Regions from separate parts of the Mus musculus genome. Here regions 2, 3, 4, 5, 6 and 7 are each linked to region 1. A link is a contact called in public Hi-C, Micro-C and promoter capture Hi-C data. All regions are on one chromosome and are shown on one strand. Each heading gives the region's core, a stretch centred on a gene start, on an enhancer-like site or on the middle of the called end of the contact. The rest is flanking DNA. Distances are from core to core; before and after follow the strand shown. Region 1 holds the start of Sorcs2 (sortilin-related VPS10 domain containing receptor 2). Region 2 holds the start of Htra3 (HtrA serine peptidase 3). Region 3 holds the start of Ablim2 (actin-binding LIM protein 2). Region 4 holds the start of Wfs1 (wolframin ER transmembrane glycoprotein). Region 5 overlaps Ablim2 (actin-binding LIM protein 2). Region 6 overlaps Ablim2 (actin-binding LIM protein 2). Region 7 overlaps Ablim2 (actin-binding LIM protein 2).

Region 1 (3,209 bases), core at 274-2,773:
TGTTCAGTAGTCTGTCATGGTCTGAGGCTTTCTCTTATTACTTAGAAGCTTTTTTAAATTTTATTTTATTTTTTAAATCAAAGTACAGCAAAGCCAAGCTTACCCCAAACTGGAGGAGACCACAGCTGTAACAGTATACACTTATGACTTGGAAGCCCCTTCACCCCACCCCCACTCCCCAGATCTGGAAAAGGCACATGGGAGTTGGTCACATTATCTTCTCGGTTCCTCTCCTTCCCCACCCCCTTCAGCCCCACACTGACAGGCTTCGCTGCCCTTTCTTTGCTAGACCAAATGTCGCCACAGCTGTGCGCCCTTGCCTGGCTTTGGACTTCAGCTCCTGAATTTTTTGGGTTGGAAGTTTACATCAGGGTGCAGCCTGGGCACATTCCACAGGAGGAGGCCTTCTTGGACACGGGGCAGGGGCAGGCGCTCTAGTCCTGCTCAGTGCTTGGCACAGCGGAGCCCTGGCAAAATGACTTGTGCTGAACAGAAATTCCTGGAGGGGGCACTGGAGTTCAACCTTGGGAGCAAGTTCAGCTGTTGTTGCTGGATACTTTGTTCTTTGCTCTACTCTGTTCCCTGGAGTGAAGAGACCCAGCAGGCAGCGGGGCCTTTCAGTGTTGGTCTCCAAGTCTCCCTGTCTCCTAGACCCTGCTCCTGAGAGGATGCCGAGGGGACAAAGCTCAACTGCACTCTTGGCCTTATTTGGGCAGGCACCTGCTTTGTGTTCTGGATGGCAGAGGGGCTGGTAATAATGGCTGCTTTTATTGACATTGAATTAAAGACTTGGTGAGCTCTGGGGCTAGTTTCCTCATGTTCTGTGCTGGCCTACACCTTCTGGCTGGGACCTTGCCTCTCTGTTCTTCTCTCCTTGCTACCGCTACTCAGGTGTAATATGTTCAGGGGCTCCCCCTGGAGGTGGGAGATAAAGCCAGAGTCTGAGGGACTAAATTGGTTTTGGGCGACACCCCAAGGTTCCTGCACTATCCTCAGCTGCCTGGAACATCTTTCAGGTTTTCATGATTCGCAGGCGTCCCCTTGACTCTCTCCAGCAGCGCCCGGAGGAGGCGCCCTCCCCACCTCCGCAGAACGGCTACTCTGGAGTTGTTTGGCCTCTAAGCGGGCTACTTGGGTGTGGCCTGTTTCCCTTTGTTGCACCCTGTTGTGCCCCAAGTGCCTGGAACTCCGGCTGGTCAAGTGTAGACGCCTCGAGAAAGTCAGGGAGGATGAAAAGTGGGTGGGAGAAGAGGAGCGAGGATAAAGTTAGGAGTCACTGGGAAGGAAGGAAGGAAGGAAGGAAGGAAGGAAGGAAGGAAGGAAGGAAGGAAGGAAGGAAGGAAGGAAGGAAGGAAGGAAAGAAGGAAGGGGTCTTGGAGGTGTGACTGCACTCAGGACATCCTGGCCCGGCCTGGCCCAGCCCAGAGCTGCGGTGGCTTGCGCGCGGCCGGCAGGTGGCGGTGCTCCCTTGGCTGCGTGGCGGCGTTGAGTCCCCTCCTCCCGCGCTCCCTCCCTCCCGGCTCCTTTCTCTGCGCTCTTGCTCAAGCTCCCAGCGCCCTCCCGCTCTCCCGGCCGCGGTGTCGTCCGCACCGCCCCGCCGTTACCTACCAGCGACCATGGCGCACCGGGGACCCCCGAGCGCCCCGAAGCGTCCTGGCCCTACTGCGCCGGACCGGAGCTTTCAGGCTCTGCTGCCGCCGTGCTGGCCACGTTCGTGGCCGCTGCTGCTGCTGCTGCTGGTGCTGGTGGCTGCCTGCGGAGCGATGGGGCGCTCCCCCCAGCCCGGGCGCCAGGGTCCCGGTGTGCAGATCACTAGGCTGCTGCCCGCGGGACGCACGGAGTCCGGCGATCGCAAAGATCCACAGGCACGAGAATCAGAACCCAGCGTCCCGGGTCTCGGTCCGGGTTCTGCTTCGGGTCCCAGCACCGATGGCGCCCCAGCTCCGGGCAAGGGGCGCAGGGCTCGGGCGGTGCCGGTGGCCGGTGCGGCTTCGGCTTCGCGCGCACAGGTCTCGCTCATCAGCACGTCGTTCGTGCTCAAGGGAGACGCGACGCACAACCAGGCGATGGTACACTGGACAGGAGAGAACAGCAGCGTAAGTGACCTCCGCACTCACCCCGGCCCTGCCCGGACACCTCGGGATACCCAGGGAGACCACCACAGCCCCCTACTTCCGGACCACCCGCGGTCACTCTGCTGGGCATTCTTGGCTACTTGGGGGACGCGGGTCACCTCGGCGGCGCCCCTACTGGCTTCTGGTTATGGGTTACTTTTGGAAGGGTCCTCGAATTTGTGAGATTCTGTCTCGCTCAGAAGGTTTTTCCGAAGATCTGGAGACCAGAAACACCCCTAGCCTCTAGATCTGGGCTACAGGGAAGGTCCCTAGAGTCGTCAGGATCTGGGCAGCATGGGACAACTCCAGGTCCTTGAGGGCTACCCAGCTCTGCGCCGCGTGGACAGTGGGTGGGTCGCCCACACACTGCACTGCACTCAGCAGCTCCAGAGAACACCTCTGGAATTGCCACCTCTGGCGTCCTTACTACTTCATTTATGCTGACCTCAGGGTCCATGATATCCCTGACAGTTCCATGTCCTGTTCGAAGGTTCTTAATTCTAGGATTGCTCCTCCTAGTGTGCCCCACAGCTGTCTTTGGTCCGAGTGGACCATGGGGTGTTTAATAGTATTTAACGTTCTGTGGTCTTTAGAGCAGTGCGCCAACTCCCTCCCTCCCTTTCTCCCATGCCTCTCCCTCTGCCCGGAGAGCTCCAGCGTCCATCCCGCTCCTGCTCTTCCAGATTTAGGATCCAGCCACTCCCCGTTCCTTTTTTTGGTAGTGCACCTCAAGGGGTTTGTTTTTCCTTGTTAAAGGTCAGAGTCACTCTGTCCCCTCTGGGGAATCTCAGGTGTGTGCACTCCAGGTTTGCAAGCCTTTGCTCTCCAGGGAAGTGTGTTTTCATGAAGAGAGAGAGCCAGGAATCCCTCCTCACTGCCTGTACCACAGTCCACACAGACTCTCCACTCCTCCCCCACCCCACCCCTCAGGAGGTGACTCCACCTCTTTTCCTTGTCTTCCAAGTTTTTTAGGAGACTGCATAGGGCCAGAGTCCCTGCATGCACTGGGAAGTGGAGTGAGCGGGTCTTCTCTTTGGGTTATCAGGTGGACATAATGAAGCTGCAGACACTTTTAAAACACCCCCCCCCCTCCCC
Region 2 (3,209 bases), core at 339-2,838, 720 kb after region 1:
GCCCACTCACACTGTTGGATGACAAAGGCTGTCAAGTGTCTGATGCCTCTTTCTGTCCTGAGAGTAGGAAGAGCTGCCCCTACCCTGGTGGACTACATAGGAGATGCCAGGCCCTTGCAGATCAAAGGCCTGGGGTCACTCAGACTCCAGAGAGAGGCCCAAGGTGTCCCTGTGACTGAGTGAGAAACTGTAAAGGGCTAAGGCAGCAGGGGGAGCCACTGCCCTGCCTTTGCACAAGACTCCCTGGAAGCTTCCAGAACAAAGACAGAGCCTGGAATGGACTCCCTCTTAGAAGCGAGGCTACAGCTGTGTCTATCCTTTAATTCCAAGCCTCGGCTTCCCTTCTGTACAGGTGACTGAAAGCATTTATGCAGCCATAGTAAGGGTCAGGTCAGGTGACCAGGGAGGATGATGTGACCCAGAGGGAAAAAGTTGGACTCGAGACCTCGGACAAAGCGAATGTGAGTGAAACCTGTAACTCACTGTCATTTTCCAGCCTCACTCTGAGGCCCCCACACTCACCCCAGGGGTAGGAGGGCACAGGGAACCTACTCAAACATGTGGAACAGCTTGCCATGACATACACGGTAGAGCAAAACCTTGTTTGCATCATTTCCCCATCTGCATTGGAGAAGTCCGGAGGGAGACCTGGCCTGCACTTCTGTTAAGAGAAAGTAATGCTTTCCCCCTCCTCACACACAACACCACAACATCACTACCCCCCCCCCAATACACCACACACACATACACTACCACCTCTACTAGGTGAGTGCTCACACCTGGAACCCCACTTCCTTTTTTCCCAAACAACTCAGTCTGATGAGGCCACTCTGCTTCCTGGCTACTGGGCTTTTCCCAGACCTGGAACCAGACTGCTCCCCAGGCCTTCCTCCTCTGCCCTCCACCAACATCCATCCAAGGTATGTGTGGCTTTATCAACTCATGGAAGCAGAGGTGTCACCATACCACACCACACCACACACCCTCCAGTGTGCTACCTGTTTCCAGTGCTGTTGAGAAACTGCAGAAGGTAACAGCTTCCTGCCAAGCTACTCTACTATGCTTTCTTTCCCTCCAGAGTTGCACACCAGGTTCTCCAGCCCCTGGAACAACGGATTCATTCAGTCTAGGGCCACCTCCCAGGGAGGCTCTGTTGGGTCCTCTGACTCCTGAAGCTCCAGCCACTAGCAACTTGACCTCCTGTACCCTGCTACCTGTCCTGGGTCTGAAGTAGCTTGGTGATTGCATGAGGAGGCACCAAAGTGTTGGGGAAAGTTGAGCAGGTGCTTTCTGTTCCTGCACTGCCTGGTGTCCTGGTACTGCCTGGTGTCCTGGCACTTCCAACGACTCTGAGGTAGGAGGTGCTCAGTAATCCTTGTAGAAGAAACAGAAGGACAACAGGCAGCAACCAGAGTTCTAGATCTGAGAGAGCCCAGAATAGATCCAAGGCAGATGGCCCCCCTCCAGCTGAAGATGGGAGGAAGGGAGCACCTGGCTGCTTTCTAAGTATCCGCTCCAATGTTGCCCGGTGGAGTGATGCAGAGCAGGAGGGGTCTAGGTTTGGGGCCTTGCTGAGCTTGGCTGCTCAAGTAGAGTAGGGGTTCCTCTGTGAAGGAGAGCTAGGGACAGAATTTGGACTTGTTCATGTCTCTGGGGTTGCGGTCAGGTCCCTGGCTAGGACTGGAGTATTCCGAAGCAGCTCCCCTTTCCCAGACCCTCATTCTGGGCCGGCAGACCTGTCACCCAAAGTGCACACCAGGCAAGCGGGGAGCAGGAGGCTCCGGGTGGGTCCCCACCAGCCGGGGCGGGGTCCCGTGGGGCAGGGGCGGGGCTGGCGGCGGGCAGGGCCGCCCCTTCCAGCGAGGGCAGACTGTCTTGGCCTTTAAGCGCCTGCTGAAGCTCGGCTGAGAGAGGCCCGGGTCAGTCCCCACACCATGCCCTGTTTGCGCTCCGGGCCAGAGTGCGCCTGAGCGGTTCGGGCCTCGGTATCCCCGCGGGTCTTGCGCCGCCGCCTCTCCGCGATGCAGGCGCGCGCGCTGCTCCCCGCCACGCTGGCCATTCTGGCCACGCTGGCTGTGTTGGCTCTGGCCCGGGAGCCCCCAGCGGCTCCGTGTCCTGCGCGCTGCGACGTGTCGCGCTGTCCGAGCCCTCGCTGCCCTGGGGGCTATGTGCCTGACCTCTGCAACTGCTGCCTGGTGTGCGCTGCCAGCGAGGGCGAGCCCTGCGGCCGCCCCCTGGACTCTCCGTGCGGGGACAGTCTGGAGTGCGTGCGCGGCGTGTGCCGCTGCCGTTGGACCCACACTGTGTGTGGCACAGACGGGCATACTTATGCCGACGTGTGCGCGCTGCAGGCCGCCAGCCGTCGTGCGTTGCAGGTCTCCGGGACTCCAGTGCGCCAGCTGCAGAAGGGTGCCTGTCCCTCTGGTAAGCTCCACCAGGAATCAAAAAAGCCTTACTCTGAGGAAACTGAGGTCCAGGGGAATCTGTCCACTTCCACTAGGCAGCCTTTTAAGAATAGTTCACACAACCCTCTGGCTTTCTAGATGGGGAAACTGAGGTCCCCAAGAGATAAATGCTGTCCCCAAAGTCACAAAAAGTTAGACTTAAACTCTAGTGTGGCAGCCTGGTAGCGTCTGGTGGGCTGTGAGGCTCTGACCCAGCCACACTCCTGTTTCTTAGAGTCCTCCAGTGACTTACAAGGGAACGAGCGTCAAGCAATCTTTTCCTGGTCTCTGTCTTCAATTCCTGCTCTGTTTTCTTCTGTCAGGCTGTGCTGGGTGCTGGTTCTGTGTGCCTGTCTTGGGCCTGGCTGTCTGAGAGGCAGAGGGTTTTCAGGGTGGCCAGGCACCTGCATTACTCTGCTCCCTTCATGGTTGTGTTTGGTGTACTCTTCTCTGCTCTCCCATGTGACAGATACTATTAACATCAGGTTCTGGGCAGAAACCAGTAAGAATGGAATTGTTCTTTACAGATTGAGCCATTTGTAAGAAAAAAATCTTTTCTGGCCTGACTGTCCCTAACTGGAAACAGTGTATCAGTGCATGGCATAAAGCAGACCTTCTGGTACCCTCGAGACTTCTAGACTGTGGAGGGCACAGAGCTATGGAGAGAGAGGAGAATGTCAGTCTGAGGATCAGGCAGGCATCCATCACTAAGAATGGCAGGATTCCTGTGGCTATTGGCAGGATCTTAGGCTTCAGAGACCCACT
Region 3 (3,209 bases), core at 373-2,872, 640 kb after region 1:
CATCAGACACGCCATGGTTCAAACCCCAGTCTCCTTGCCATAACAATCCCAGCCCTCCTCCCCTGGGGACAAACACTACAAATACAAATGCAAAGTGTGGGCACCTGTGCTCCCTCTGAGGGCCCCTGATTACAGGAGACACAGAGGTATCAATTATGTCCTGAAAGCATGAAATTAACCCGCACACACCCAGCCATTATCCCCACCGCCATCAGATAAATGTCTGGAGGTCCTGCCAAGTCTGAGGATGCCCTCTCCTTACACCCACATCTCAGGAGGGATCCCGCCTCCCATACCACTTGCTCTCAGTTACTCTCAACATCCATGGTAGAAGCCCCTCCTTCCTTAGCTAGGAGGGAGAGGGGACAGTCCCCTGGGAGGAGGTACTTCAGGCTAGGAGCCTACAGTGAGCTGTTTCCAAGCTCATTCCCTCCCTGTCCACTTTCTCCTAGAGGAAGCTGCTGTACCCATTGGTTTATGCAATGTAGCCAAGGGCCACACTGCTGCTAGTAGTAACTTTGGCTTGGGGGTTAGGGGGAGTATGCTGGAGTCAGGGAACCTTGAGTTCAAATCCCTATCACTTGTCAGAGCTCAAGTCATTGAAGTCTGGTCATCCCATGGCTCCTGAAAATGGAGGCCAACCCCTCTCTCTTGAGGAATGAAAGGATCAGCCCTCCCTGCAAGCGGAACTCTTGAGGCTGTCAGATGGGTGCATTCTGAGATGATGTACAGATGCTTCCTGAGCCAAGGCCTCCCAGCTCTAGATCTCAGTTTCCTTCTGAGCACAGGCGCTGCTGGGTTGCAGGGACGTGGGATTTTCCAGCATCACACAGAGGCGGTCAGATCCCTGTGGGTGGGTGCGGCGAGAGAGGTAGGGCTGAGACGCTCAGAACTGAAGGGCTATAATGACAACAGCGCACAGACAGCTCCGGGACTGACACACATACAGGCTCTAGCACTCAGATCTGCAACGGCGAACCTGGGGAGTTCAGGGTCTGCCAGACGCCACCACCCAGGCTCTGCGGGAACCGCGCAAGGGCGGAGTCCCCTGCTGCAAAGCTCCGCCTGTCATCACACCTCTCTCTACGGTTAGGACTGCGGCGACCCAGAGCCCCTTTCCGGGACCTGGATCCCTTTACTGAAGCAACCTGGGACCCCCACGAGAAGCAAGGAGTGACGCCCGCCAGACAGCCCTGCGCAGCCACCCTAGCTGGCACGGTGGGAAGAAATTCCGGCATATGCCGCTCCGCGCCCCCGGCTTAGAGACAGAGGCTGCAGGCCGGCCTTTCGGGGCTGCACACCCTGGAGAAAAAGTTGGGTGGAGCCGCTGGGCTCAGGAATTGGCTAGAGGAATTGGCTACGCACTGCAGGTGTATCCAGTCCTCGAGACCCTACTGAGGTTGCCGCTACGAACCCGCGGATTCCGGGTCGCAGCTCTCACCTGCGCTCATGTCAGCGGCAGCTCCCAGTAGGGTGGTCCCCGCGCTGCGACAGCCCGAGGACCGGGCGGGCAGGTGCGGCGCTGGCAGGATCCTCAGCACGCTTGAGGCCAGCGGCTCGGCGCACACAGTACCCGCTGCCCGCAGCGCCACCGCAGCTCGGGGCTCCCGCCCCGCCCCTTTGCCCCGCCCCTCAGCTAGGCCACGCCCCTTGTCGAGCCGCGGGAGGGTCGCATCCTGGGAAGTGTAGGCGCTGTGCCCCGGCTGCCCGCCTGCGCGCCACCGCAGTTGGACGTGCGGACTACAAATCCCGGCAGGCTGTGTGTTCCGCTCAGGCGCAGACTGGTGGTAGCGCAGGTACCCTCCTGCACCTGCTCCGAGAGCTCTGCAGAGCTGTCAACAGGGTCTAAGGGAGGCGTGTAGGACTGTAGCTCATCTCAGCACTGGACTCTCAAAGAAGGAGGCCCAAGGAAAAGCGATCTTGGAGCAACTCTACAAGAGTGATGGAAGGTCTCAGCAATAGACCTTCCCTTCCTTACCAATGCACAGAAAAGGGGAAACTGAAGCGGAGGGGGAGAAGCGGGATAGCGAAGCAGGAACAGGATTTAATCACACACACACACACACACACACACACACGGCGAAGTCTGGATTTAATCACACACACACACACACACACACACACACACACACACACACACACACACACACGGCGAAGTCTGAATGGGTTGGGATCCAGACGCAGGTGTCTGGACTCCAAAGATAGGCAGCCTCGCCTTATGCCCCAGACGCTCTCCCGGCTCGGCTGACGCTAGGCGGTGCACACTGAGGAGGCTCTGGCACATCCTGCCCTCTCACCATCCTGCCCATACGCTAATCGATTCCCTTGTGACGTCAGGCGTCCAGCGCAGGGCGTGGAAAAACAGACTGAAAGAAAAGCATAGGGAGGCGCAGGTGGATCCTGCCTCGTATCGGTGGTGACAACAGGTGGGCACAAGAGACTACAAGAAGACAGCCTAGAGAGATGAGGGAGCACGGATGCGCAGGGCCCAGAATGAGAACATACAGGATCTGCCACTGCATGAACAGGCACAGGCCAGGGACGTTTGGCCCAGGTCAGGGCTGTTCCATGTACTACTGAGGCAGAAGCAGAAATTCCTCCCCAGTGATCAGTATTGTCCATCTATTTCAAAGGGGACCAGGAGGCCAAAGGCTCTGGTAAAGAGGAGAAGCCCCGAGGAAACAGCACATTTCTTTACATCCTATAAACCAAGAGACTCTGCTGGCAGCTGTACTTCCAGTCTCAGATGCCCACAAAAGAACGGGCTGCCTCTGGGATCTCTTGCCCAGAAACCTTGCTAATGGAAACTAGTTTCTACATGCTCCAAAAATGTGTTTTGACTCCACCTGCCTCCATTGGTTAGACCTAAGGACAGTCCCTATCCTTTAGGATAGTTCTTAGGAGCCTGCAAGCTCATGCTTATGTGTCCTAGCAACCTCTGAGATCCTTGAGTATTCTGATATTATTTCATAGTGCTGTTCCAGTGCCTCCCACAGGCTTGCGACGGGCACTGGAGATATACTTACTGAAGAAACAGGGTGGGAAAGGCAGGACAGATATTGTCCAGCAGGTTGAGTCCTTTGAGAAGCTATTCATGTTTCCTGTCTCTCATCTGGGGCCAAAGTAGCAGCATGCCACCCCCACCCCTCCCCTCACACACGAAGGTGACACAGGCTGGTAAAGACACTGGTGGTGTTGGCTGTGATGCC
Region 4 (3,209 bases), core at 249-2,748, 590 kb before region 1:
AGCCTTTAATGGGTGGTTAGGCCATGAAGGGTGTTGATGTCTTTTGGAGGGGTGCATTAATTACTGTCATCTAATTAGTTACAAAGAGTGGCGCCTTATGTTTTCTACTCTTCTGGTGCCACCCACCTTTCTCTCTGTTTTCCTGCACACGTTGATGCAGGACAAGGCCCTTGCCATGTGCTGCCTGGTCCTGGCTTCTCCCACCCCCCAGAACAATGAACCAAATAAACTTCTTTCCTTTGCAAATTACCTAGTCCCAGATATTCTGTCATAGCAACAGAAAATGCATTAAGACAATTAGTTACCATGGAAATGTGAATTGCTATGGCAGAGGCCACGTTTCCTTTTCCATATTGGGAGAAGTTTTTTTTTTTTTTTTTTTAATGTAACCCCTCCAGCAGCTCTAGCAACTTGTTTTGGTAAGGCAAGGCTATAGTTCTGAAAAAGCCACTGCCATCTGGTGCTCCTGCTTCTTGAACTTGCCCCACCTCGCCCCGAAACAGCCACCCCACACTTAGGGGGTGAACCTGAAAATCTCTGCTTCTGAAAGGGCCCCAGATGGAGGCAGGACAGAGTCACTCTGCTGGGATAAGCTTCCTTCCTCTGTGAGCCTAGCTGGGGTACTTGAGATTAGACCCTGAGCAGGTGCAGAATCAAAGTATTTGGTTGTAGTGGTTCAGTGAGCAACCTCCTCCTGATAAGATGGTGATGCTGTCTCTGTCAGCCTGACCTGTTGGTGCAGATCACCGGGGCAGGTGCAGTGAGATGTGCGGTTCAGGAAAGGAAGGAGCACGGAAACAAGACTGTAGTTTTGATCTCCAAACCACACCTCTCAGACACTCCTGAGGAAAAAAAAAAAAAAAAAAAAAAAAAAAAAGGAGGGGGGAGGGGCTTCCAACTGCCTGAGCCTGGCATTATCGTCTGGCTAATCTTTAAAGAGTGCTGAACTGCTTTTGGGTTTGGGTTTTGATCATTTAAGGCAGTACTTGGTAGCACGTGCACACACACTTTTTGTACTCGCTGCTACACTGGGGAGTCCTCTGTGTATCTCAATGCGTCGGAATTAGGGCGCCTGGCACGAAGTGCGCGACCTTAGTCAGTATTGTAATAGCCGGTCTGAAGTCTGAAGATGGGGCCTCACGATGCAGAGGCGGGCCAAAGGTGGCGCGAGACTTGTTCCTGGGTCCAACCACCTGTTAAGCAGCAGGCTTACAAGCTTGGGTCAGGAAAGAGATGTCCTGGAGGCGGGGCGGCGAGGGGGCAGGGCCGGGGCCGAGTCCACTCGGAAACTTAAGCTGTGGGCCGGCCAGACCCGCCCTCTCGCCGCCATCTGTCCTCCTGGCGACCCAAGAGAGCAAGTCGCTGCAAGGCGAGGCGCTCCGTGATTCGCGACAGCACATAGTGATTGGCAGGCTTGCCGGCGACTTAACGAGCCGAGTCTCCCTGGGTCGCAGCAGGAATGGAGGGTGGCAGAGGCCCCGCCCAGGCCCCGCCCCCTTTCCCGGGGCCGCGCTGAATGTAGGGCCGCGCGCTCCGCCTGCTCAGCTGGCCGCTGCAATCTCCGCGGTTTCGGAGCAACTTCGCGGCGGGCTGGGAGGCCCAGCACTGCGGCCGGTAAGTTCTTCAGGGTCGTTGTGCCATGGCCTTGGCCTTGGCGTTGGGCGCGCAGTGTCAGGGAGGGTTTCGGAGCGCTGGGTGGCGCTGCTCTCCCGGCCTCAGTTTCCCCTGATGGGTGGCAGAGCCCCAAGTCCACTCCAAGTTGCTAGAAGTTGGAGGCCAGGACTCTCGCTGCTCCACGGAGCCCGAGGCGTCTACTGCCCCAACTGGGCCAGTTGTGCCCAAGCCGTGCGCCTCTCACTCAGCCCTGGAGTCCCGGCACTCCCGCAAATCTCCCTGCATGACCGCGCTGCGGATGGGGACAGCGTGTCGGAGAGGCTGCCCACGCTCCAGAGCTGCCCCATCAAGACCTACATCCCTGGACTCCCTACCCAGGACCATGAAGGACCTGATTCCTGGGGCGCGTGGGGGCTCAGCCCACCCAGGAGCCGTGTGTCTGTTTCTTTCTCTTTCCTGGTCCTCAGAAAAGGAGGTAGGAACCCTTGGGACCCGCCCATAGTTACCCACCCTATTAGGTACCTGCTGGCCATTGTGTGACCCCAGCTCTGGTATGCACCGCACCTAGAGGAACTTAGGTTCTGGTCAGATGAACTGGAAGCCTTCTGGAAAATCTGATCCTGCACTTTTGGGTGTGATGGAGCTGCGTCCTTTCAACGTATTTTGTTAGTTATCTTTATATGAGAGTCCAATAAAACAGCGTTTTAGTTTCTTGGAACTATCTCCCTGACACTGTCACCCTCCACCGTGTACTCGGGCCCCTAGTCCTAGGGGTAGGACTTACAGTTTCCATTGGACACAGAGGCTCAGTAGATTTGGGGCCTGGACAGGACCACACACCTAATGGACAGAGCTAATGAACCTCTACCCCCTCCTCCCACCTCCAATTCCCTCCCCCTCCCCCAGGCAAGCAGGTGCAGCCCTTCCTCTGTCACCTTGGACAAAGACCCCAGGTGGTTGGCTGGGACTTTCCTCTCTAGAATCCAACCCTCACTCGGACCCATGTCCTAGGCTCTTGAAGGCCATGGCGATCACAGGGGCTACCTCCCCAGTTCCCTCACCTGTTGACCTATGTCTCTCTGGTGCTGATGCCATTCGCAGGTACTTTTTCATCTAACTAGGAATCTAGAGAGAGTTTATGTTCCAATTTCTTCCTGAATGTTCCTTGGACCTCCTCAGATACAGGCAGGATTGGGTAGAGATGCCCCTCGCCTTCTTTCCCAGGTACAAGCGTGTAGAACACCCCAGTGCCAGCCTCCCTTATGCCTTCAGAAGGTTTGGGGTTGGTCGCATAGGAGACCTAGTTCAATCTTGGCCCCGAAACACTACACAGATGCCAGACGTGTCCTTGTCCCTGGTGGTGATGCAGTGGCAATGGATAGGAGCGCTGTTCTCTCCAAGGTACCCTTTCTCCCACCTTTCTTACGTTAGAAAGGAGGTTAAAGCCCCCAGCCACATGCCAAGCCACTTCTGAGTCCCCACTTCTTAGTTCTTACTGAGTCCAGTTCCAATCTTTCTGGCGTCCTGTCTGCCCCAGCGCTTGCCCTGTTGTAGGCCTCTCATTCTGCCTGGATGGCTCCCATGCTCCTCTCTGG
Region 5 (3,209 bases), core at 214-2,713, 570 kb after region 1:
GAAGCTTGCTCTCGAGGTCACTGCCATCCCCTCTGTGGGTCCTGTGTTCTGGACCCCTCGGCACCAAGCCTTCAGACCCTCAGCTTGGAGTTACACTGACAGGTGCCAACTCCGGGGGCCTGCCCAACCTTGCGACCACAGGTTTCTGGTGCTGACAGGGGTTATCCTCTACCAACCCTATGTGATGCCTGCCTGGAGTTCCCGCTTTGAAAATGCCCCCTTCATTGTAAAGTAGCAAAATAACCAGAGAGGGGCCTGTTGTTCCTGCCAACCTGCAGATCTGTGAGACTCAGAGCAAAGTCTCACTGGCCGTGCCAGCCCCACAGAGTGGACAGAGATGACTGACCACACTCAGCCCTCTTTGTGCCATGGGCTCCAGCTACCCTGAGGTGATGTGAGCTCTCCTGTACTCAGTGCCCAGCTATGTGGGGAAGGACAGAGGACAAAACCGAATTCACTGTGAGAGCTGAGGTGACTGTCACCGGGGTTCTATCCTGACTCGGCCCCTGCCACCCCTGACCTGAAGTCTTACCCACAAAGACCTACAGTGAACCTCAGCAGCTCACTCCACAGGGCCATGTGGCACTGCCTTGCTCCCAGCCACAGAGATAAGAATGGGGCCTAGAACTTGGAGGGACTCATTCACCCTTTGGTTCCAGATACAAAATCTCTGAAAACATATAATGGCTGTTGTTCTAAAGATGCCATAATGTCTGTGGACCCTGGGTGCTGTGCTAAGGATGCCATGACACCTGTGGGGCTGGGTAGTCATGACTACCTAATGTCCACTGTATATACTCCAGATGCTCAGGACCTGAGTCCTGTGGTTCTTGTTCATAACTCCCTGCCTGTGTGGAGAAGAGACAACTATGACATTATTGTGGCTTTCCTGACAAGGAAGGACCATGTTCCTTCCTGCTGGCCTGGCTCTCCATAGATAGAGCCAGGGTCTTGCTGGAGAATGAGTCCCCTGGGTATCCTGCAGATGTCCAAGGGCCTACATCAAGAGACACTTGTTAAGGTGACTACTAAGTCCAGGACAGACAAGCCATTTCTTATCACTGGGTAGAAAGGAGGTGTGGCCTCCAAGCACTGACAGGTTTCAAGGGTCAATAACACAGGTGTCACCTCCAGGTGCCCAGTTCCACGGGGACAGGAGTCCTCTTAAGCCACCAGGCCTGCCTGACTATGCTTATTCAGGAGCTGCTCCCATGCAGAGCAACAGAGGGCAGGAATCTGTCCCTCCACTCCCAGGCCAGACCAGAAGCTGCCAGCCCTGGAGAGCCTGGGCCCAACACCAAGAAACCAGCCAGTCTCAGGCTGCCCAGCCTCTGCGCCAAACGTTGGTTGCAGGAGACAACCTTCATTTCTAAACTACTCATTTCAATAGCTGTACAGACCAGACAGCCCTGGAAGCAGAGCCCTCCTGTACAGGCCCAGGAAAACAAGGCTGCCTTCTTCCCTGGCCTGGCAGCACCCGCTCCTCAGGGCCTTCCATCTGGCCAGGGACCAGAGAAAGTGAGGCAGGCTGTTGTCTCCTGCAGCTGGTGTGGGGCATGGGCCACCCATCCTCTCCCTGTGCCTGGGGGAAGCAGGGCAGGCAGAGTGTCAGCTCTTTCCTGACTCTGTTCAGTCACAGGTCAGGATGCTTCCCTGAGCACATGCATGTGTGAGTGTGTCTGGGGGCCTCTGGGGATGCCAGGCTCTCTCCTTCTTCTGAACTGCTGGGCTGCACAGGGGACCATGCAGACAAGATGGATTCAGACTCTATGGTCACATCGTCCCTCATCATGACTGAGGGCAGGGATGCCCTGGGTGACAGATGCACAGTGCAGAGAGAACCAGCCACTGGGGAAAAACAGAGCATGCAATGTGGTGTTGCTCATTGGCTTCCTACCTGGAAAGCCACAGTAAAGGCTAATAGGATGATAGTACAGTGCGGCAGAGGCTGGGCTGGGGGTGGTGGTGGGTGGGTGATGGATGGGGGTGGGGGGTGGGGTAGGGGGTGGATGGGTGTGTGGGGTGGGGTGGGGTAGATGGGTGGGAGGGGTGGGAGTGGGTGGGAGGGGTGGGGGATGGATGGGTGGGTGAGGTGAGAGTAGGGGTGTGGCATGAATGTGTGTGAGGTGGGGTGAGGGGGTATATGTGTGGGGGTATGGATGGATGTGTGGGGTAGGGTGGGAGGGTGGATGGGGGGTGTGGGTGGGGGATGAATGGATGTGTGGGGTTGGGTGGGGGGTGTATGGGTGTATGGGGTGGGGTGGGGTGGATGGGTAGGTAGGGTGGTATACAAGCTCCTCACAGCCAAACACAGAGCTGCTAAGAGGATTCCTGAGGGCGCCCTGCTGGTCTCTGTGCTCCTCCCTGCTGCCTGCCTATCTTGCTTCTGTTACAGCCAGACTTCTTTCCTCCTCCTTTTCTCCCTCCTCTTCCTCCTCCTCCCTCTCTCATTTTCCCTCCTCCTTCTGTTTCTCTTTTTCCTCTTCCCACTTCTCTGCATCCCTTTTCCCTTCTGCTCTGTACCATAACCACCCAAGAAAGAAGGTACCACCTTGGGAATCTCTTGAGCTCTGCTCCCAGGGCCTGGGTTTGATCTCTCTTCAGGCTCTAGCAAACCCTCCTTCAGGTGCTGTGCCTCCTTCCCATCCAGAATGACTATTGTCACCCCATCTCTCAGTCATAACCCTGCTGCCCACAGCAGGGCATCTGAGGGGTTCAGAACCTGGCCCTTCCTAGAAGCTGACCTTTGTCCTCGGCTCCTAAGAGGTCACATTAATCTCACCTCAGCAGCAGCTGTGTTCAGGCAGGGCTGGCCACACAGGATCACCTCAAGGTATGGGTGGCCATGTTAGGAAGATCAACCTGTGTCCTAGGGCAAGAGCCTCAGGCCACAGAGGAGCAGTTGACAGGTGGGCTTAGTGAGTCACACAACTCCTTTGCCAGAGCCCCAGTGAAATCTCAGGCATGAAGCTTGCCTAATTAGCAGTGTTCTGCATGCCCTGTCCTGCATATGTGCAGGAGGGTGACATGTCCACCTCCATGGGGAGAAAGACTGAAATCTTTGCATTCAGCCTTGCTGTGTGTTCTGACCGTCCTGCCCTCAAGAACTTGCCCTGTGGTGGGCAGACCAGCCATCAGCGAGGGTAAGGGAACTCTCAAGCCAAGGGGCAGTTTGGCCCTGCAAATATTCTGATGGCCATAGGAACTAT
Region 6 (3,209 bases), core at 325-2,824, 540 kb after region 1:
CACAGGTGCCAGCAGCACAGGTGCCTGGGTTCAAACCCTCACTAAAGGTTCTGCTGTGCAGACAACCCCCCCTTCCTCAGCTGTGGCACAGGTGCCAGCACAGGTGCCTGGGTTCCTAAGGGCCAGGTGAACTCACATAACAGCTGCTGCATCACTCACATTGGCTTGCTGTGGGGATGCAACAGAGGAAAGGGATGACAGACAAGCCCTTGTCACTGTGGGGATGACCAGTGAAGACACCTGATAATAGCCTGCCTCACAGAGACCAGCGCACTCAAAAGGTCCTGGGACGAACACCCCCGTACTGGCACCTGTAGATGAGAAAGTGCCACAGGGTGGTATAGGTACACACACAGGTCACACAGCATGGCCACAGCCAAAGCAGGACCCCGAGAGGTGACATCTACAGCCCTGCTTCTTCCCACACTGTATTCTGCTTCCCTCAGTCCTGAGTCTCAGGCAGTCCAGAGTCTCAGCCTGGAGGCCAGAACACTACACAGGGCAACGAGGGTAATAGGCAACCCCTACGTTCTGCTCTGTGGAGGAGCCTCCATTGTCCAAACCGGAGTCCCACAAAGCACATGTGCACCCTCGGCATGAGACAACCACCTAGGGCAAGGATCCTTGGGATGGAGTCCCGAGGGATGATATCGTAGCCACCCAGCAGATGTAGACATGCACAGGGGACTTTCCACTTCCTCTCACCATGCCTTCAGCTAGCTCTTCCCCCAAAAGAACCCTGAGGAGACCCAGACCTGTGGGACCACTTGGTGTGCCTTCTCACGTTGACATCAGCCTTGTGTGCATGCTCTGAGATCCCAAGGGACATCATCTGCTTACAAAGACTCCCCACAGAACAACATTCCAGTTTCCAGTTGGTCACAATGTCCGGCTGCCTGCACCTCCACTCGTCCCTCCCCTGTGTAGTGGTTAAATAGTGCCTCAGAAGTGAGGGTCTTAAGAACGGTCATGCTGTTGGCCAGGCAAAACACTCTTGTATGCCTGGTGCCTAGTGACCCGAGAGTCAGCATTGCTGCTCTGGCTTCTATCATAAGCCAGTTAGCAGGGCAGGCAGATTTCACGCAGAGTCGGTACCACCGTGATGCCAGCGGGGTTCCCTCTGCTTTCTCACACCACAGATTCCCGTCACCTCTACGTCCAACCTCAGCCACAGCTATGGACAACAACTGCTAGGCCCAGCTTAGACCAGAGGCTGCTTCTGTGTGAGACTGAGCCTGCCTGCAGCCTGTGCTGGCTCTGCCTGGGACCTACAGCATCTTCAGTGAACAACAGGATGGGAATGTACTCTATCCTTGGGAATCATCCCTAAGCCAGGCTTCACAACACCCGCAAGGCTAAGCATACACCAGCTTTGCTACCCGTGACATCGGGTCGTATTACCTAGGAAACTCCAAGTGCTTTCTCGGTGTGTTACAGGGACCAGGACAGTGCCTTGTACCAGTTTCCAGGTCTGTGCTCGCCTCCTGACCATGACCACATCTGCCCCCAGAGAAAAGAGGCCCTGGGAGCTGTTCTCTTTGCTTTCTTGCCTGCTCCAAGAGAACCACGAGGGGGCGCTGTGCACACACTAGCTAGCTATGTCACTGTGGAGAGACACTGCTTTACCTGGCTTGATTCACATTCTTAGGCTGTTTGGGAGGTCTTGGTTTTGTTTTAATTTTATTTTTAAGACAGAGTCTCACTATGTAGCTCAGGCTGGCCTCAAACTCACAGCAATCTTTCTGCCATCCAAATGTTAGGGTTACATGCTGTTGCTAGCTCTTAGGCTTAATTGGGGGGGAGCAATAAAGCTGAGATCTGGGGGCCCGCTCAGTAGGGGGCCCTTCGCTGGCAGTCTCCTGTGGGCTTCAGAAGAGCCACTCACGTGAGTAGAGGCTGTCCCCTGCCATTCTTTGGAGAGGTTCCTGGTCAGTCCCGCTGCTGAGGGACAGCGACTGACTGTCCAGGTCTGGAGAGTTAGTTCTGGTGTCTGCATCCCCCTTGAGAAGCAGCCAGGTTGTCTTCTGTAGAGGAAAAAAGGTCACAGGAACACTGAGGTCATCTGCGATGGTGAAACGTTTCACCAGAACGTTCATTCAAGGAGCTCCGTACGCCTAACCCACAAGCCAACTCCACTGCGGGAAGCCAAACGTCTAGTACCCGTCTCACCATTAAAGGCGTCTCATTCTGAAAGTTCATGATGCAGCTGGAGAGATGGCCGAATGCTGCCTGCAGCCTGCTGTTGTGATGTCTGGCCCCCACATCCTCTCGGGGCACTTTTACAACTGGCCACATCAAAGAGGTATGCCAGTAATGTCTATTACATTTGACTTTTCCGCCATTCATTTAAAAAACAAAACAAAACAGAAACAAACAAACAAAAAACCACCTGCCAAGCTGTTCTAGAACCTTCATGTCAAATACCCCAGAATGCACTGGGGTTATTTCTTTGTCAATGTTCGTATCTCCTCAGTCCCAGAACCACAGCCTGGCTACTCGGCCGAGGCAGGACCCTGGCAGAGCATGTGCCCATACAGAGTATAAAGGGAGGCAGACGAGTATGGCTCCCACCTTGGTCCTCCTGGGACTCCAGGGGCAGAGTGAGAAAAGGACTGGAGTTCCACTGGAGTGGCCATCCCACCCCGCAGGGCTGTGGTCCCCCTCCTTACCTTCCTGCTGTCCTGGTCAAAGCTGCTGTCCTCCACGTCCAATCGCCTGGCAGCTGGAAGGGAAAGTCGGTCTGTAAAGGCAGCTCACCCTGTGTCTGTCCTGGGCCCTACTTTACATAATGCTCAAAAGGGGGAGGAAAAGCAACCAAAAGGACAACGCAATGAATGCCTTTCACAGGCTGGAGGAATGACACACTGGAGCAGCCTCCTTGGGGGCCTGTGGCCCAGGAGGTGGGCGTGTCCTGAGCCACATATGGCCTTACTCTAGTTCTAGCCACACCTCCAACCTGGAGAAATGCAGCCACATCCTCAGGTGGAGCCACTTGGCATTTGATGGACATACTATTGACCTTTAGAGGGAGACCCTGAAAGGACAGAAGGTCTCGCCTCGACGGCCTTGGTGTCAGACACAGACACATGCTTTTGGGCATCACTGCTTCTTTCCCATCAAGAACTCTGCAAAACTGGGATCTGCTTCATTTCACAGATGGAGAGACTGAGGCTCAGGGAGGGGTCTCACTTTTGAGACCGTCATGAAGT
Region 7 (3,209 bases), core at 325-2,824, 520 kb after region 1:
GTAGAGGGGGGACAGGTCTTGGCTGTCCAACTTCTGTTGAGTGCCAGAGTGAGCAAGGGTCAGAGGAGCCACTGGTTGGCAGAGGATCTATTAATGTCCCCTGGTAGGAAGGGCCTCTAGATCCTCAGGTGTCCTCCGAAGCAGGAAGAACTATGGGGTGTGGCTGACCACAGGGGCCCACATAGCTGTGTGAGCTCAGCTGCTCCCTGCCCTCTGGCTCCTCAGGTACTAGCCAAGGCCAAGAGCTCCAAGCTTCTTCCATAGCTATAGGAAGCAAGCCCGACATGGTGCCTTTCTGAAGAACAAGCCAGCTCCACTCCTGAGAGACAGGGTTGCATGGTGGAAATCCTAGAAACTTCAGTGCCCTTCTCTCTGTGTCATCAGGAACATCTAAGTCTATAGGCCCTGACTCAAATGTCACAAGATAAGGGCTGTGGTACCAAAGAGGGCCCTAAGGCTACCCCGAGTCCTCTGCACTGAGTTCCAGTCGAACGGGATGACTCTACACTCCAAAGGGCAGCAGGTCTCTGCTCATGCTGATCTCCCTTCCTTCCTCAGGGACCACGTGGGTGACCCCTTCAGCCACCAGCCTCTGCCCACTGCAGCTCCCCAGTGAGCTTCCCGCCAGCCGGCAGACACGAGACCCCTCCCCAGTTCTATTGGTCCTCCTGCCCCACAGCACTCAAATACTTCTCCACTTGGATCAGGAACAGCCTGTGAATGGGGTGGGGGAGCTCTGAACTTCTCTCATGGTCCCCTGTGGTCATCAGGGGCCAGGGTTCTCTGTCCTCCTCACACTGGCTGGACAAGTTTGAGCAGAGAGAGGACACTTGAACTTTGAGATCCTTGCTTCCTAGCTGCAGTCCCCTTGGGCTTACTGTTCCAGCAAACACACGTACATACAATTAGCCTCAGGGAGTGTGCGGATCTCACAGAAGCTACAGGCCCTCTGCAGCAGCCTCTTTCCAGTCCGCAGGGCCCCATGGCCCCTAGGGAGAGCTCAGACCCCCAACCCAGGAGCTATCACTTTTGAATGACACACCAACATGGCCACACCTAACCTCCTGTAGACAAGAGCCTCTCCAGCACCTCACCCACCTTTTGTGATATCTGCATATTCATAAATACTAATTCTTCCAAGCCCCAGGGCTGGGGCCTTGGCCAAACACTGGCTATATGCTGCCACAAAGGTGTTTTGTGGGCATGGTTATCATCAATAACTGTCTATGAGAAAATAATTACCCTAAAAAATTTGCTTGGGCTTCAGTCCAGGGGTTGAAGGCAGTAAGAACCAAAGGTCTGCCTCAGAGCTTAGCCTCTTGAGTCACCTCATTTCAGAAATATCAATCCTAGGGTTAGAAACATGAATGCGTGTTTCTAAGATCTGCGTGTCAGTCTTCGTAGCTTGTGAGACAATATATGAGAAAAGCAATTTAAAAGACATGTTCCTTTGGCAATTCATCTCCATATTGTAGTTGATTTAGAAGGCAAGTTAGCAGAGCGGCTTTGAGTACTGAATCCCATATCTGCCTCTTGGGAACCGCGGGCCCTGGAAGCCATCTGGATGCCTCATGGAGTTGTGAAAGAAGTGTTAAATGCACCACATGCTCAAAATAGAGCTGGGCACACAGGAGGGAACTGCAGCACTGTGCGCCTCTCAGCCCTGCTCAGGCTGTCTAGGTCCGTGTTGCCACCCAGGGCACTACGCAAGCACTTTTCTCCCACCGTTGACGTCACTGCCTTGCATCTTTGTAAATGGTAACACTGACCCTCCCTGTTTCTAACAATCATCATTTTGGACCACATCCGTGGCCCCTCTCCATGGCAACCTCAGTATCCGAAGGGCTATCACTCAGGTTGGTGGATGGGATGCATACAGATGTCCACCTGCTGCTTAACACAGTAGGCGCTCAATTAAGTATTTCTGAGCCTCTATTTAAATCCATGCACCTGTCCAGGGGACCGGTGCAGGCAGCCCTTGTCACCTGACAGGTGAGAGATCAGGCCCAGAATGGTTGCTTGTCCATAGCCAGTAACACACAGGTAGACATTGCAGAGACTGGATTCACATCAGCTCTTGCTACACCAGTGCTCAACCCCTTCCATGACACCATCAGGGCTGTCAGAAGACAATCTTGGAAATAAGTCAATGCTAACTTCAATGGGTACCAATCAGGGTATGCAGGGAATAATAGCTCAGATTAGGGCATGCCATTTCACCAGGGGCAACAGAGTTCCCATCCTTTGATCTGGGGACTCTGGGCCCAGCAGGCCCTCCAAATTCAAGCACTCAGAACACACAGGGGCCTGGGTTTCTCTGGGAAGGAGTCACTTGGTGTATTTTGGCCAAGGACAGAAATTTAGCTCTTCCAGGACAAAGAACCCTACTTCAGAGGATAGAGACCTGGTCTTTGCTCCATGTATGGAGATGTGTGATGTATCCAACCGCTGTGCAGTCAAAGAGGATCTTCACAACAGGACACATGTCACACACGAAGCCAAACTGGGCCCTGTGTGGCACCTTTAACTGCTGCTAGGCTGTGCCACAGGACATGTGTTAAACTGCAAACCTAGTTTAGGTGTCACTGTCACTGGACTAAATGCTGCTTAGCACCACCCAGGGCTCTGTGAGGCCTGGACACTCCTTCCCTCTACCAGCTTGGGTCCAATCTCACAGGTTCCTTCTGGGTCTCCTTCCTCAAATAGCCCGAGTTCCCTTCTGCTCCCTGGCCTTTGCAGAGGTGGTTTTCTAACAAACTCTCATAGACTCAGGCGCACACAGAGTGCTTCCTGTGCCATTGCCATCCAGCCACTTATTTCCTGTCCTTCAGAACACTCATGCTGGCAGGTGGTTATGATAATCAGTTGATGGATGCCTCGCTCTCTGATCAGACTGATTCTACCAGGGCAGAGCTTGTATCTGTGCTTCCCCAACCCCCAAAGAGCTCCTTGAGGTCCTAGTCAGTACCTGTATCTATAAATGGCTGGACGCTTGGCTGAGAACTCTGACGCTGAGTGTTGATGATGATAGCAGTCATGTAAACCCTGCTACAGAGGACACTATCCGCTGTCCACCATATCCACAGTCTCTTCCTGCCCATGACTAACTTCACTTCCCAGCTTGCCTTGGGGTAAGTGACGCCCTGTGACAAGCTCAGCCAATGAGCCTGTGAGTGGCAACCCTGTCCTTAGGACCTGCAGGAAGCCAG

What was found. Promoter capture Hi-C pulls out the DNA fragments that hold promoters and counts their contacts. A called contact is a pair of places that touch in the nucleus more often than the background predicts.
Region 2: a contact with region 1 is called in a promoter capture Hi-C map of stem cell-derived epiblast-like cells, with 2.3 times the contacts expected there. The contact joins the promoter of Htra3 here to the promoter of Sorcs2 in region 1. A contact is called at or near these places in 3 of 39 promoter capture datasets (embryonic stem cells and stem cell-derived epiblast-like cells) and 1 of 484 Hi-C or Micro-C datasets (myocytes).
Region 3: a Hi-C map of nephron progenitors shows a contact between it and region 1, with 4 times the contacts expected there. The contact joins the promoter of Ablim2 here to the promoter of Sorcs2 in region 1. A contact is called at or near these places in 4 of 39 promoter capture datasets (the 3T3-L1 cell line, the SN4741 cell line, pre-B cells and 1 more), 2 of 484 Hi-C or Micro-C datasets (CD8 T cells and nephron progenitors) and 3 of 115 datasets of contacts at active chromatin or transcription factors (astrocytes, embryonic basal ganglia and pancreatic cancer cells).
Region 4: a promoter capture Hi-C map of liver shows a contact between it and region 1, with 2.3 times the contacts expected there. The contact joins the promoter of Wfs1 here to the promoter of Sorcs2 in region 1. A contact is called at or near these places in 2 of 39 promoter capture datasets (both in liver).
Region 5: a promoter capture Hi-C map of hippocampal neurons shows a contact between it and region 1, with 4 times the contacts expected there. The contact joins the enhancer-like site here to the promoter of Sorcs2 in region 1. A contact is called at or near these places in 8 of 39 promoter capture datasets (the HPC-7 cell line, cranial neural crest, embryonic stem cells and 4 more), 3 of 115 datasets of contacts at active chromatin or transcription factors (astrocytes, embryonic forebrain and embryonic midbrain) and 1 of 9 other capture datasets (liver).
Region 6: a Micro-C map of palatal mesenchyme shows a contact between it and region 1, with 2.5 times the contacts expected there. The contact joins the enhancer-like site here to the promoter of Sorcs2 in region 1. A contact is called at or near these places in 17 of 39 promoter capture datasets (the 3T3-L1 cell line, 3T3-L1-derived adipocytes, the C10 cell line and 9 more), 1 of 15 datasets of contacts at CTCF or cohesin (large pre-B cells), 13 of 484 Hi-C or Micro-C datasets (CD4 T cells, Th17 cells, cerebellum and 7 more), 6 of 115 datasets of contacts at active chromatin or transcription factors (embryonic limb bud, embryonic midbrain, fibro-adipogenic progenitors and 3 more) and 1 of 9 other capture datasets (liver).
Region 7: a contact with region 1 is called in a Hi-C map of cortical neurons, with 3 times the contacts expected there. The contact joins the enhancer-like site here to the promoter of Sorcs2 in region 1. A contact is called at or near these places in 18 of 39 promoter capture datasets (the 3T3-L1 cell line, 3T3-L1-derived adipocytes, the C10 cell line and 10 more), 2 of 15 datasets of contacts at CTCF or cohesin (large pre-B cells and pro-B cells), 55 of 484 Hi-C or Micro-C datasets (the 63-12 cell line, the AML12 cell line, B cells and 31 more), 11 of 115 datasets of contacts at active chromatin or transcription factors (embryonic forebrain, embryonic limb bud, embryonic midbrain and 7 more) and 1 of 9 other capture datasets (adipose tissue).

What each region holds. Positions count from the first base shown.
Region 1 is chr5:36,396,453-36,399,661 of GRCm38.p6, reverse strand. It overlaps Sorcs2 (sortilin-related VPS10 domain containing receptor 2), which reads left to right and starts at 1,523. Exons shown (of 27, transcript NM_030889.2): 1 at 1,523-2,096. The coding sequence starts at 1,617.
Region 2 is chr5:35,678,159-35,681,367 of GRCm38.p6, reverse strand. Htra3 (HtrA serine peptidase 3) reads left to right here and starts at 1,588. Exons shown (of 9, transcript NM_030127.3): 1 at 1,588-2,424. The coding sequence starts at 2,022.
Region 3 is chr5:35,756,293-35,759,501 of GRCm38.p6, reverse strand. It overlaps Ablim2 (actin-binding LIM protein 2), which reads right to left and starts at 1,622. Exons shown (of 22, transcript NM_001177696.1): 1 at 1,442-1,622. The coding sequence starts at 1,451.
Region 4 is chr5:36,987,271-36,990,479 of GRCm38.p6, reverse strand. It overlaps Wfs1 (wolframin ER transmembrane glycoprotein), which reads left to right and starts at 1,498. Exons shown (of 8, transcript NM_011716.2): 1 at 1,498-1,614.
Region 5 is chr5:35,828,450-35,831,658 of GRCm38.p6, reverse strand. The region is part of intron 8 of Ablim2 (actin-binding LIM protein 2); the gene reads right to left. Among named protein-coding and RNA genes, the nearest start is that of Afap1, 63 kb to the left of the region's middle. Within about 2 kb of position 1,463, at least 30 of the 459 cell types and tissues checked have an H3K27ac peak or open chromatin away from gene starts, as enhancers often do. A contact at or near this core is called in hippocampal neurons, where this site is marked.
Region 6 is chr5:35,856,641-35,859,849 of GRCm38.p6, reverse strand. It overlaps Ablim2 (actin-binding LIM protein 2), which reads right to left. Exons shown (of 22, transcript NM_001177696.1): 16 at 2,670-2,722; 17 at 1,886-2,024. Among named protein-coding and RNA genes, the nearest start is that of Afap1, 35 kb to the left of the region's middle. Within about 2 kb of position 1,574, at least 7 of the 459 cell types and tissues checked have an H3K27ac peak or open chromatin away from gene starts, as enhancers often do. A contact at or near this core is called in Th17 cells, where this site is marked.
Region 7 is chr5:35,877,791-35,880,999 of GRCm38.p6, reverse strand. All of the region lies in intron 21 of Ablim2 (actin-binding LIM protein 2), which reads right to left. Among named protein-coding and RNA genes, the nearest start is that of Afap1, 14 kb to the left of the region's middle. Within about 2 kb of position 1,574, at least 30 of the 459 cell types and tissues checked have an H3K27ac peak or open chromatin away from gene starts, as enhancers often do. A contact at or near this core is called in 3T3-L1-derived adipocytes, adipose tissue, cortical neurons and 1 more, where this site is marked.